Regions from separate parts of the Mus musculus genome. Here regions 1, 3 and 4 are each linked to region 2. The links are chromatin contacts, called in public promoter capture Hi-C maps. All regions are on one chromosome and are shown on one strand. The core of a region is the stretch at or near the end of the contact, and the rest is flanking DNA. Distances in the headings are between cores, read along the strand shown. Region 1 holds the start of Rcor2 (REST corepressor 2). Region 2 holds the start of Chrm1 (cholinergic receptor, muscarinic 1, CNS). Region 3 holds the start of Plaat5 (phospholipase A and acyltransferase 5). Region 4 holds the start of Rtn3 (reticulon 3).

Region 1 (3,109 bases), core at 412-2,911, 1.4 Mb before region 2:
GTGGAGGAGGGGGGACCCAATAGAAGCCTTGCCTAATGGGTGCCAGAAGCAAGAAAGACGCCATCATAGGAGAGTGTGGTGTGCACAATGGTTGCTAGCTAGGCAAAGGGATAGAAACAGGAGCACCTCACTACAAGGTACAGGTATTGGGGACAGGTCTGGCTCCCTGCCACTCATTTCTAGGGGCCACTGGAAGTCGCTTTGCCTCTTGGTACAGACCCCTTCAGCTCAGATTGCCTCTGGTTCATTTTTTCTTTCTTTCTTTCTTTCTTTGTCCCAGATCTCCCCACCCTGAGGCTTGGTGCCCAGCTCATGATTTAAGGGGAGGAAAAAAGGCCCCATAACCTTGGCCCAAGGTGTGGCGGGCAACGTGGCCGCTGACTGGGTGGCCCTATGTGGCCGGACAGTGCTGAAGTCGGGCGGGGTCGTGTCTGACTCTGCCAGCCGCAGGCAAAGAGCCCCCAGGAACAGGATGCCCCAGCCAGGTCGTGGCCTGACCACAGGACCCAGGCCGGTCGGCCACAGCCAGTGGGTAGGGGCAGGGATCCCCGGTTGGGGCCAGGGCTGCTTCTAAATTTAGGAATCTGATTACAGAGTGGCCAAGGAAGGGAAGGGAGAGGAGGGTGCGCGTGCAGGCTCGGCTCGATCTGGGCATAGCGGGTGTGCCCGGGTAGAGGCGTGTCCAGGAGTCCGGGCTCCCCGTGGGAGGGACAGCGGGCGGGGGCTTCGGCCTGTGTGAGCTGCAGCACGTGCCCCAGGCGGCGGGGACGGGCACAGGCGCAGCTCACAGGCTTCGAGCTGCTGCCGGTGAGTGCGCTGGCTCTTTGTGTGCCTGGCAGGGTGGCTGGGTCTGGCTTTGAAAGTCTCTGCCCACCCCCTCCCCCAACTCCGTCTGTGCCTCCCAACCCGCTTCCCTGTCTGTCACTCTGCCTGTGCCTGTCCGGGGGGAGGGGGGATGCTGCTTCCAGCTGGGGTGACAGTGAACCCAGTGAGGAGCTCGCCCCTTTCAGCCCAGAACTTGCCCTATTACCTTTCATACTCATTCCTCAATCTTTGATACTACTGTTTTGGGTGCAGACTGCAGCAGTTGAAAGACACTAGGGTGACCCCTGGGGACCCACAGACCTAGCAGAAGTCAGGTTCTAGCCCAGTGGCTCTTATAGAAATTCATCTTGCGCCTGTCCGGCCTCCCATCCGCTTTGGCCCCCAAGGGCGCATGAAGGGGGGGATCCCCCTGCGGAAGGGGGGGCAGGGAGTTCCTTGGCAGGAAGGGAAATGGAAGGAAAAGCTGGGCTCCACCCGGGCGGTCGGACAGGCGGCCTCAGGGCCCCCGGGGCAGGCCACAGTAACCAGAGCCCAGTAGTGTGTGGAACCGGTGTGCTTGTGGGTGGGGCTGACCCCGGGCTTCTCCTGGGGGGCACTGGGGTCTACCCAAAAGGGCCAAGTCTGAGAACTCAGAGACACCAAGGGTGCTCCCTGGGGGGGGTACGTGCGCCCCATTCCGGTCCTGACCCCACCCCCTGGAGGTCTAGCCCCGGCCCCAGGCCCCGCCCCCCGGGCCCTCCCTCCCACCCCAGGGCCAGATGTTCAGCTGGCGGAGGCATCGGCTGGGGGAGGGGTGCTGAGGCCGCAGCCGGCACTACTTCCCTGCCAGCAGCTTCATTGTGTGCGCGAGGAGCGAGCGGCGGCGGAGAGCGGGCGAGCGAGCGGCGGTAGCGCGAGCGCGGCGGGGCGAGCGAGCGCGCCGGGGAGGGTGCGAGGCGGCGCCCGCGGCTGCGCTCCGCCCGCCTCCCGGCAACTCTGCTCCAGCGCCGCACGCCGTGCGCGCCGTCCTGCCGCCGGGGCTCCAGCCGGCTGGCGTGGTTGCCGTGGGGTCGGGTCGGGCAGGGTTACCTCCGTTGGGGATCGGGGCATCCTCAGCGCAGCCGAGGGGCGCGGAGTCAGCTGCGGCGGCCACTGCGCGGTAGCCCTTGCTGGCCAAACAGCGTGGGCAGGCGCGCGGCGCGGCTCCGGGGCTCCCCGAGGGCAACGCGCCCCGACTCTCCCCGGGGGAGAACCAGCCCCGAGGGGCGCACGGAGCGAGCGTGCCCCCGGCCGCGCCGTCTCCCCCGTACCCCCACTTCACAAACTTTTCTGCCGTCCTCGCCCGTGGGGGTCGCAGTGAGCGTTAGGGCTGCCCTCCGGGGCCCCGACCTCCCGGACCCTAGCCACGCTGACCTCCTGCCTCTCGTAGCCTCAGTGGCGACCCCTCCAGGCCGGGCCAGGCGCAGCACTCGAGGCAAGCGCGGCAAGCTCCTGCGCTCTCCAAAGGATCCCGTGCCCCTCGGGGCTGCCGGGTAGGGTAATGCCCTCAGTAATGGAGAAGCCCAGTGCGGGCTCCGGGATCTTGTCCCGAAGTCGGGCCAAGACGGCACCCAACGGCGGACAGCCACACTCGGAGGATGACAGCAGCGAGGAGGAGCACTCTCATGGTGAGCCTGGTGGCCTAGGGTTAAAGGCGCGCTGGTCCGGGGAGGGATCATGGAAGGTGGAGGAGGGGGGGGGGAGAGTTGCGAACCACAGATGGTTTCTGCCGCTCCTGGATTGCAACCTCAGCCTTCTCGTGCCTGGTGTTGCCGGCACAGGAAATCTACAGGCTGGGCCCTTGACCACCCACCTCCCCTTTGCCCTCAGTCGTTGAGGGAGCTTAGGATGCCTCTCTTGGATGGATTGGGTCCTCATACCTTGCAGCCTTGCAGGGGACTGAGGTCTGATTGGACCAGGTACTGGGAAGATACCTCTATGCGGAGCTGTGAAGCTCATGTGGTGGGGAGGAGCCCCGAGCTCTCTGCAAGGCTGTGGTCCAGATCTAGGGGCAGCCCTCCAAGCTCCCACCCCCAGTTAGAACAAAGCACTTTGCTCTAGCCTGGGCTTTAAAAGTGTCCTCTTAACCTCCCCTTCCCCCCATGGCCATGACTAGGCAGGGTATGACTCTCCTAGTACCTTCTATCGGAGGGTAGCTGGGGGGCACTATCAAGGAAAAGTGAGTCTCCTGTATGGTGGGGGTCCCTGAGTGGTCAGGAAGGAGAACTCCAGATCAGCTACCTCCCCTCACTATATCCTCCCCCTA
Region 2 (3,186 bases), core at 426-2,925:
TTATTTCTAAAGGGACATGTGCAGAGGCGGTGGGAGAAAAGGGAGAGCAAGAAGAATGGGGGAAGGGGGCAAAGAGGAAGCTTGATTCAGACTCGGAAATGGATGTGGAGGCCTAACTCCCCCACTCTAAACCACGTGTACACGCACAAGTACACGCACCCCCACGGCTCTCCCAACATGCAGCCCGCAACCTAAGGATGGCCCAGTAGGGGGCAGCCTGCCACAGAGACTGCTTGTTTTCTGACCTAACCCTAAGGGTCTAATGCCACCGAAGGTGGGAGGAGGAGCTGTTCAGATCCTCTGACCCCGACACCCCCTCCGCCCCAAACTGTAGTATATGACCAAACACAGAGAGAAGGCGCACTGGGTACCCCTTGGCAGCCTCAAGAGTACAGATGCCCCCACACGTACCTGCCACCTGTGTCCCGTATCTGCTGGCCCAAGCCCCAGAGTCGTCGTCAATTTCTTCCTTTTCTGGTTCCTTTGGCAACTGAGCTCCAGTCTCAACATTGGTAGGAAAATGAAGAGAGAAGGAAGAATGGGTGTGCCCCGGACTCCAAAACCCTGAGCTTAGAGCTCACCTGGAACCTACCTTTAGCTTTCTCTCCTCCATAAAGGCAATCTTGATTTCGGTCCTTCCCACCTCCCTCCCAGGGCTTCATCACAGCCCATGGGGCAAAACACACAGGAGCTTTTAGTGTTTCCAATTCTCCTCGGTGGTCAGCTCTCCAGGAAGTCTCTATTGGGGCATTGCTGGACCCAGGTCCCTATGACAAAGCCCCCAGGGGTTGTCTCTATCTCCAAGGAGACTCTACACAGAAATCCAAACCAGCCTGGGGGGGAGGGGGGATGAGGGTCAAACCGTAGGCTGAGAGGAGGAGTGGCTCGTACTTCCCAGGTACACACCTGTGAACCTAAAGTGGGAGTCAGGGGAGACAGTTTGACAAGCAGGGAGGAGAGCAGTCTGTCTGCCTGTCTGTCTGTCTACCAAGGGGAAGCTGGAGGTGGAGCAGTCAGGGAGGTAGATGCTACCTCACTTGTCAAAATTAGCCAATTCCACAGTTGGGCAACACTCAGACATACACTGAGCACAGACACACGCTCCCACATGCGTTCTGGCTCCAGATTGGCAGGGTCACACCTGGATTTACGTAGGCTGCATAATGACATGAGCACACATGTCATACTACACATGCCGGACCCTGAACAGCATATGGAACAAACACAGTTTCTCCAGTGCTCCACAAACCAGATACACATATACCCTCACACCAGACCTTTCCATACACCAGAGTGCACTGCCCAGCATGCGGGCATGTCACTCCGTCCCAGGGTGGGTGAGCCAGCCCTCTGGGTCTGGTCCAAGTTGGAACCTCTCACGTGAGGCCCAATGTGTCATTTTCAAACAGAAGGAATTTAGCTCCCTCACAGCAGGGAGGAAGAGCAGGGTGTGTGGCTGGGTGGGTGGGTGGGTGGGCGCGTGGGCATGTTCATGGGGGGAGGGTATGCAAAGGAAGCAGGCATGTGAATAATGGGGCATGTGTGTCGGGGCATGTGTGTTGGGACATGGTGCACAGGAGTTGGGGGCTTTCCGGTTGGGTGGGGGAAGGTGCCCGGGAAACAGAGTGTGCCTTTGTGAGAGGGTGTGTGTGTGTGTGTGTGTGTGTGTGTGTGTGTGTGTGTGTGTGCCGCCAGTCTGTGTGCAGTGGGTGTGGGTGTTTGTCTCCCTGTATCCGCCTTCTCTCTCCTCTTGGACTTTTAGCTTTCCTGGGCTCTCTTTCCTCATGTCCTGCCTCCTCCCTCTCGAGGCTCAAAGTGGGTGCCCTTGTGGACAAGGGGGGCACACTCCAGGACTTAGTCCAACCCCAGATGCTGCCTGAGGCTTCCCTCCTGCTCCCCCTCCCTTTCTTTCCTCCCTTTCCTCCCTCCCTCTCTTTCCCTTCCTCCCTCCCCCCCAAGGCTGGCGTGCCAGGGGGTGGGACATGCCAATCACTGGCTGTGCCTCTCCGGCTGCCAGCACAGGGCGCAGCTCCCCCCGGGAGCCAGGTGTTTGGGTCCCAGGAGACACTGCAGGCCCCCGGAGAAGCACTGAAGCTGAGGACCCTACAGACCCCTCTCCGGTCCCATGGTGAGTACATTTGGAAGGGCTTGGGAGGGGCTGTGTTGAGCTGGGTGCAGAAGCATCAGGGTCCTCTGAGACAGGGCAGGGACAAGGATGAGACAGGAATGGGGGTGGATTCTTGAAAGGGGAGGTGGCCAGGGAGGGGTCTAGAGGCCAAGAGGGCTCTCTAGCAGTGGGCATTGGCTGCTACAAACACCCTGTCTGCTGCTTCTCAGTGGATTTATCTGATGTTTTTCTGTGCTTTAGCTGGCAGAAGAGGTAAAGACCTTCTTAGGAAACTCAACCTAGACTTCAGAAGAGATTAGATGGCTGTGTGGTTAGCAGATCCCCCAGCACACTAAAGGCAGAAGGGGAAGGGCAGGAGGCAGCCCTGGCTACCAGCACCTAGTTGAAGAGTGACCCCATGTACATACTTTTGGGGACACCAGTCCCAGAGCCTCCTTCTCTCCTCCTTCAGGAAACCCTGAATCCTACCTCCCCTATCCACCTTCAGCCCCCCAAGATGGATTGAATGAGGCTGCTGGCCAGATGGACAAGCTGGATGCCAAGGTGGGTGTTGGGCCAGAAGCCAGCAGGAGACCAGGCAAAAAGCCCCAGTGCTCTTTGGAGACAGATAAGCACATGGATAGCCACACCACCCAGACAATGTGGTCCTGGCACGCGAGGGGACCCAGAGGGCCCTCCCTGTGTTTTTGTATCTTTGGCTTGCAGAAGGCAGGTTTCGGGCAATACAAGGGTACTGATGCACACACATGTTCCCTGACTCCAGTAAGGATGAGTTAAATCCAGAGGCTCTGACTCTTGGAGTTGCCACCTCTAAGACAGGTGTCTGGAGAAGGGGCAGTTGGCTCATGGAAATTTCTTCACCTTAGAGGTTCTTAGCGCCAGTGGAGAGGGGTTCAGTTCTTCTTACAGTGCACATCTATCTGCAGCTCATCCCATTGGCTCAGTGACCCCTGCCTCACCGGCTAGCAGTCTCCAGTAGCCAGTCTCCTGTCTCAGAGTAACCAGCTACTCCATGAGCTGCCCAAGGAAAGCTTTCTACCCTCTGATCTCAGCTACAA
Region 3 (3,365 bases), core at 511-3,010, 1.1 Mb before region 2:
GTAGATAACAAAAATGCCTCAAAGTTCTCCAGGCTAGGATGCTCAGGACCAGTGCCAGTAGATTCAGCATCTGATGAGAGCTGTGTTCAGGGTCATAGATGGCAATGCCTAGATAACCTACGTGGTGAAGGAGGCTTCCAGCTCAGTAGGGGTCTTTTTGTTTTTTTAAAATAAAGATACAGGTCCCATTCATGAGGAGTTTGCCCTTGGGGTCTAAGTTCTCAAAGTCTTTCACCTACTTAACCTACTTAGGGTTAGAATTTCACTCTGAATTTTGAAAGGACACAGATATTCAAGCCAGCCATCATTTTAAAAATGAAGCTTCAGGGCTGGTGAGATGGCTCAGCGGTTAAGAACACTGACTGCTCTTCCAAAGGTCCTGAGTTCAAATCCCAGCAACCACATGGTGGCTCAAAACCACCCGTAAAGAGATCTGACTCCCTCTTCTGGAGTGTCTGAAGACAGCTACAGTGCACTTACATATAATAAATAAATAAATCTTTAAAAAAAAAATGAAGCTTCAATCATGAAAAAACCCCAAGGTATTAGGTTTGCAAAAGGGGGTTTGGAAAAATAGTTAAAAGGTAAGAGGATATCAATGGCTAGAGAAAGTATTTTATTCAACCGCAAAGAAGGACTTTTCATTGTTTGTAGGAACATGGAAGGAAAGGGGGATCATGTTTATCAAACTATGCCAGACTCAGAAAGACAAGTAGCATGCATGCTGTCATGCGTGGACTTTGGGAATAATAATTGTAAGGCCAGGAATGTCTGAGGGGGGCTGTGAAGGATGTGGAGAGAAATTGAGGTGAGATGATTTTGAGGGAAGGAGACTTGAATAGTGAAGTTGACCAAAGCACATCAAACACATAAATGGAAAGTACATGACTTTGTAGAGTGCAAGTTTGCGTGGATAGAGTCACTGTATGTACGCAGTCCTGAGACTGAAAATGGGGATCCCTTGAGCTCAGGAGTTCAAGGCCTGCCTGCCCAGCAGAGCGAGGTCCCATAGTAAAAAACTAAGGAAAAGACAAAGGACACATTAGACTGTGGAGACAAAGGACACATTAGACTCAGGGAGGAGGGAGAAGATGGATGGAAAGCAGGGGACGTAGGTGGGGCTTGTGTACTGGGTGTGTTCCCATCTTTGTGTAAACATTGTATATTTATTTGGCTTTCATTTCAAAAAGATTTATTTAATGTGCATATGTGTTGTCCACATATGTCTGTATACCATGTGCACGCCTAGAGCTAGTGGAGGCCAGAAGAGGGCGTCAGATTCTCTGGAACTGGGTTTATAGACCTTTGTGAGTCGCCAGGTGAGCGCTGGAAGCCTAGTCTGAGTTCTCTGCAAGAGCAACAGATGCTCTGAACCCTAGCCATCACTCCAGCTCCCGTGTTTCGCTTTTGTGTCTCATGCTAGCGGAGGCTTGCCTGGATGTCACTGTGTAGAGAAATTGAAATTCCCAGCCTTTATAATCCGGTCTCAAAGCCCTCGGTGTGTTTGGTTAGTCAGTAACTCTCGACTTCTCCAGCGGCCTCAGGTGCTGCCTCTGGGACTTTGGGACCGCGTCTTTGCGTGACTCATGAATGACCTAACTCCTGCGTGGAGCGCCTGCCTTTCCGTTGAGTTGCTGGGGCGCCTTCCTCCGCGCCAGTGTCTACGCATACGCTTACTGCACAGTTGCAGCGGCCCACACCCCACCCGCTCCCGCGCGCGCCCTCATTCCGCGCGTCCCGCCCCACGCGCTCTCGCCGCCGTTTGACACGCGCTCCCTGGAGGCGACGCCCCACCTCTCTCACCTCCGTTCCAGCCCCGCTGGCCCCAGTGCCCATGATCCCGGGGCTAGGCGGACCCTGGTCCGCACCTCCCTGCAGGCGCGTTGTCCCTGCTGGCCCCAGCGGGATGGGCCTGAGCCCAGCAGCCAGCGGGGAGTTCGGGATCCGCCTTTCCAGGGTCCCATGGCCACGCCCCACGCAGATCTCGAAGACCTCAAGTACAGAGTCAAGTGACACCCAATCTGCAACTGGACAGTCAACTGTACCCCACTCAGGTCTGCCCCAGGAGTCCCAGGAGTAGGGTCTCTCCCTCGAGATCTTTGAGGGTAATTCCCAGCGGTTGGCCCCTGCCAGAAATGGTTTGGCAGTTGCTTGCGTCTAGACAGCCCCCATACAAATTTTATGGAGGGCAAAGCAGGAACCGACACAGTTCTAATTCTTATTTTATACACACACACACACACACACACACACACACACACACACACACAGATATAATTTTTTTTTGAGACAGGGTTTTGCTATGTAGCCCTGGCTGGCCGCAAACTCTTACTATGTAGATCAGGTTGGCCTGGAACTCACAGAAATGCGTCTGCCTCTCTGCCTTCAGAGTGGTGGGATTAGAGGCATTCACCACCACACCTGGCTTTAGACACCATTCTAAATCAGAACATGCAGCCCACTTTTGACTCGAGTTGGTCTTTCATGGGGCTCCCTCCTTCCCCCATAGAAGGCAGCTGTGTATTAAATCACACCCCTTCCCTCCTGAACTAGACTCAGCGAGTTCTCAAGCGCTGTTGGTCCAGTTCTTGCCGAAGCAACTCAAGCAAGACCGCCGATTAGAACAGGCCCGAAGCTTTCAGCAGGGGTAAGAGTCTTACTATGAGGACTGGGGCTTTGGGTACCAGAAGCATTTTTGAAGATCTTATTTAGATGCTAGTTCTGCAGAACACCATACCCACCCCCTAACCTGCCTCCTCCAGATGGTTTCTGCCAAGGACAAACTAGTGAGTAGCGCCTGCTGGGTAAGATTGAACTAGGCTGCAGACCTGATGACTGTTGGCGTATCTTGTGGAAGTTTTTACCCACAAGACCACTCTCCAGACTCATCAAAGTTGAGTGAGTTTGTAGGAGTACAAACCAGTGAAAAATTTAGGAGGTTTGTGCCTGGGCATTAGGTTGGGGCAAGGAGAGGAGGTTTGAGGCGTTTTGCATTTTATTATACTCTATTATGTACCGTCTTCTCTCCTTTTAAGATCAGTGTGTATCACTCACTGATAGAGATTTGAAAAGAATAATGTGCAAATTAGAAAATAATCAGAAAGCTCTGACCAGAGGGGGAAGGGAGAATGAATAATAGAATTTATTTGAGAATAAGTTCATAGTCCAGTGCAAAATGCACACACCTTGTGGAAACCAGCAGCCCATTCCAAGGAATAGAGAAGAGGAAGACACATTTAGAGTTGAATCGAGGAGAATTAAAGTTGCTGTGAATAAATCATCTTTGGCCACAGGTTTAATTATAACAGGGGTGTTTAGGGACCAGCAGGGTATGCCAATCCAAGATGAATGATTGCTGGGCAGGG
Region 4 (3,579 bases), core at 603-3,102, 1.2 Mb before region 2:
TTAGGACTAGGCCAACCAAACAGTAAGCAGTGATTAAAGGCAAGTCACTAAGTTATAGAAAAGCCACCGTTTATCTGGAAAATAGCCCAAAATGCAAAAATTTGAAAGAGAAATGCTGGTGGTTTAAACAGAACCAGGGTTCAAAATATGCTGCCTCATTCCCTTTATCTCCAGAAAACTTCCTCCCATACCATTTATCCAAATGGCCATTCCCATGGAGAATTCTGCAGGGCACCAAAGCTCTCAGACAGGTGGAAGGCCAGTATTAGGAAACATGAGAGAATATATTTAATGCTAAGATCAGGAATATTGTGTCATAATTCAAGACTGCGCTGGAGTCAACAAAGCATTTTCTAAACCTCTTAAAATCCTTCCTTTGACAAACCGAATTTTTCGCCAAAGACTCAGTTCTCTTAAGAACCACCACCTGCCAGTGGTGCATATTTTTCCTCAAGAAGGCATCTGCACTGCAGATCTCTCTGATCTGAGTCGAGCTTGCCAGTCAGCTCCCACCAGCAGGCAGACTTGTATACAAAAGAAACTAAAGGAGGCCGCCAGCGTCCCTCCTAGTCTTTTCACACACAAGAGAGAAGGGGGTTCAAGCAGCCCAGGCTTTGTCTGAATTCTTTCCCCTGCAGCAATCGTTCCCTTTTGTTATGCTGCTATTGAGAATAGGCCATCGAAAACAAGAAATCAAAACATGGTGATGGCTTGGCAAGACTGTATTTATTATCTTCTAGAATATAGCAACTGACTGCGTGTCCCCACCCCCACGATGCACCACCGGTGAAGAGCCGGCTGTGTTGCAGATGCAGCCAAGGATCCATCTTGGACTATCAGCAGCTCCCTCCCAAATCTTCCCATGCTATTCTCATCACGCCTCATCTACCTCAGAGTCTCAGAAAAAAAAAAAAAAAAAAAAAAAAATCTGGCATTCAGTTTAGCCAAAAACAGTAACAGAACTTCCTGATCCTTCTGGCGAACAAAAAAAAAAAAAAATTTTTTTTTGGAAGGCTATATCATCCATTTAAGATTGTGTCAACCGGTCTGCAAACCTGCAACGCCACCTTTTCCACCACTACCCCTCTCAAAATCCTAGCGACTTCATTTCTCCTACGTCCCACCTGTCACAATCCCCTGAGGCTCGCTAATCCTGCTCTAAGTCACCCCCACCCCCCGACCCACCCTAGGGCTCTCGGGCCTCCAGCACTCGATCCATTGGGTGCACATAGCCTTTCTCCGTTTTCACCCCACTGCGGTGCCCTCCCTTGCAGGGGGTCAGCGTCAACGCCCACTCTAGTTCACCACCCCGCCCCCAACCTGTTTTCTTCACACCCCGTTATTTCCTCACCTCGGTCCTTCGCTCCCCTCCCCCTTAGCCTGTTCCTCAAATGCCCGCCAAGAGACTAAAGCCGCCCACGGCCCAGACAGGTCGCTCGCCCCTTCCCGGAGACCCAGTAGCTCGCGCTCCCCAGGGACCAAGCCCCACGCGCGCCTCACCCGCACACGAGGAGCCGCAGCTCTTCGCCCCCAGGGCGGGGCAGGCTCCAGGGCTCCCGCCGCCGCCGCCGAGAGCTGACGGCTCGGCCCCGGAGGACGACGAGGAGACTGACGGGGACTGAGTGGCCGCTGACGACTCCGCCATGGCTGTACGAGCAAGGGCGGGAGAAGGGTGAAGAGAGACGTAGGGCGGGAGAGTGGGAGGGGACACAGAATAATCCAGCAGCTGGCTCTCCGAAGTTCCCGGCGACGCCTGTTCGGAAGACTGACTCCGACAGACTGACTGACTCAGCCGAGCTCCGCAGGGAGAGAAGGAGTGCGAGCGCGCATGCGCACAAAGAGCCTGGACGCGCGGGCGGCGGCCTCGGAGGCGCGCAGCGACGCAATGCGCAGGCGCAAGAACTGTCCCTCTGCGCTCCCGCAGGAAAGGACGCAGTGACTGGGCCCGCGGGTGGGGCAGGCCTCTCGGGGGTGAGGGGTAGGGGGTGGGGGAATGGGGGAAAGCCTGACGTAAGGGGCGTGGCTAAACTCTAGAACCGGCCCGCCACTGCAGCCCCTGCTACAGATTAACCGTGCCCAGTCTCCCCACCTTCCACTTGTTTATGTGAATGTTTTCTAGCTGGCAGATTATGTTTCTTTATGCCTTCATAAGCTACAAATTTTTTATTATAAATCCTAATTGATGTCTTTGCCTGATACGTACCAGCCTGTGACTCCAAAGAGTACAATATTTAAAGACCCCCCCTCTGTAATGTTCTTTTTGAATTATCTGGTCGTGTCGTAATATCGCCCCACCGAGGCAGGCATGGTACAGTCCCATGTTTGATAGGTGGAGAAAGATGCTAAACAGAATGAGAAACTATTACTCATTCCAATCACATTGCAATGCAGGCACAGAATCGGCTTCATATTTTTATCTTGTTTTTCTTCCCAAAGAGGCTTCAGGTTGTCTTTTCTCTGAGCTATGTTCTGAGCTACAAAAAACATACTTTGGAAAATAAAAAAGAAGCTGCCGAGGAAAGGAAAACCAGGAGAAAACGTCTTGGTTGGGACTGGGGGAATGGAGTGGACATGAAATGAGGTATTAAAAATGAGGCACAGATACTCATAATACTGAATTTTATTCATGTCCTAAGATGAGTCCCCCAAAAAATGACATTTGAAACTGGACATCAATTTATGTCAAATTTTGTTCTTTTTAAATTTTAAGTACATAATGATGATAAAGCTGTGGGATTTGATGTTGCTAAGTAGCAATCTATGACCCAAAGTGCAATTGCAGATTCAGCAAATTCTGTAAAGATGCTAACTCACAGAGGGAGCGCTAGGCAAGCAGGCTGCTGCAGATGGGGAACAAGCTGTGGACCGCATCTGTCCTAGACAGTTTTTTAAGGTCAAATAAAGCTCAGATAGCATCTTGGTTGTTGCAGTGTTCTGAAAACGATCCAGGATATTTCCCAAAATGACTCTGGAAAATATCTTACTCTGTCACTCAACGGCAGGCATCAATTGATAGTGCAGCAAACTGTCCCCCGATGCTGTTGAGTGCCAGAGAACGATGGCAAAGGGAACTGTATGCCAGTAATCAGGAATCCAATTACTTATTTTGGTGAATGCTTAAGTATTTTTTTCTTAAAGTCTATGTTAAAGTCAGGCATGCTGGATAGTTCTATGTTACCTTGAAATCTGAAAAGAGGGAACCTTGATTAAGAAAATGACTCCAGCCAGGCAGTGGTGGCACACACCTTTAATCCCAGCACTTGGGAGGTAGAGGCAGGTGGATTTCTGAGTTCAAGACCATCCTGGTCTACAGAGTGAGTTCCAGGACAGCCAGGGCTACAACAGAGAAACCCTGTCTCTGGAAAAAAAAAAAAAAAAATGACTCCAGGGCTGGTGAGATGGCTCAGTGGTTAAGAGCACTGACTGCTCTTCCAGAGGTCCTGAGTTCAAATCCCAGCAACCACATGGTGGCTCACAACCATCTGTACTGGGATCTGATGTACTCTTCTGGTGTGTGTTTGAAGACCGTTACAGTGTACTCATATAAATAAAATAAATAAATCTTTAAAAAAAAAAGAA

Evidence for each region. Promoter capture Hi-C pulls out the DNA fragments that hold promoters and counts their contacts.
Region 1: a promoter capture Hi-C map of liver shows a contact between it and region 2, with 2.8 times the contacts expected there. A contact is called at or near these places in 3 of 39 promoter capture datasets (liver and stem cell-derived epiblast-like cells).
Region 3: a contact with region 2 is called in a promoter capture Hi-C map of stem cell-derived epiblast-like cells, with 5 times the contacts expected there. A contact is called at or near these places in 14 of 39 promoter capture datasets (the 3T3-L1 cell line, 3T3-L1-derived adipocytes, the C10 cell line and 9 more), 3 of 484 Hi-C or Micro-C datasets (embryonic stem cells and palatal mesenchyme), 4 of 130 datasets of targeted methods (SST interneurons, astrocytes, embryonic stem cells and 1 more) and 2 of 9 other capture datasets (embryonic stem cells and liver).
Region 4: a promoter capture Hi-C map of embryonic stem cells shows a contact between it and region 2, with 10 times the contacts expected there. A contact is called at or near these places in 5 of 39 promoter capture datasets (cranial neural crest, embryonic stem cells, hippocampal neurons and 2 more) and 3 of 130 datasets of targeted methods (astrocytes, embryonic forebrain and large pre-B cells).

The regions. Positions count from the first base shown.
Region 1 is chr19:7,266,618-7,269,726 of GRCm38.p6, forward strand. Rcor2 (REST corepressor 2) reads left to right here and starts at 1,662. Exons shown (of 12, transcript NM_001320554.1): 1 at 1,662-2,471. The coding sequence starts at 2,345.
Region 2 is chr19:8,662,330-8,665,515 of GRCm38.p6, forward strand. Chrm1 (cholinergic receptor, muscarinic 1, CNS) reads left to right here and starts at 1,676. Exons shown (of 3, transcript NM_001112697.1): 1 at 1,676-2,128; 2 at 2,580-2,671. 9830166K06Rik (RIKEN cDNA 9830166K06 gene) reads right to left here and starts at 1,006. Exons shown (of 3, transcript NR_045314.1): 1 at 412-1,006.
Region 3 is chr19:7,610,777-7,614,141 of GRCm38.p6, forward strand. Plaat5 (phospholipase A and acyltransferase 5) reads left to right here and starts at 1,761. Exons shown (of 6, transcript NM_025731.3): 1 at 1,761-2,054; 2 at 2,554-2,647. The coding sequence starts at 1,907.
Region 4 is chr19:7,481,439-7,485,017 of GRCm38.p6, forward strand. It overlaps Rtn3 (reticulon 3), which reads right to left and starts at 1,853. Exons shown (of 9, transcript NM_001003934.2): 1 at 1,501-1,853. The coding sequence starts at 1,645.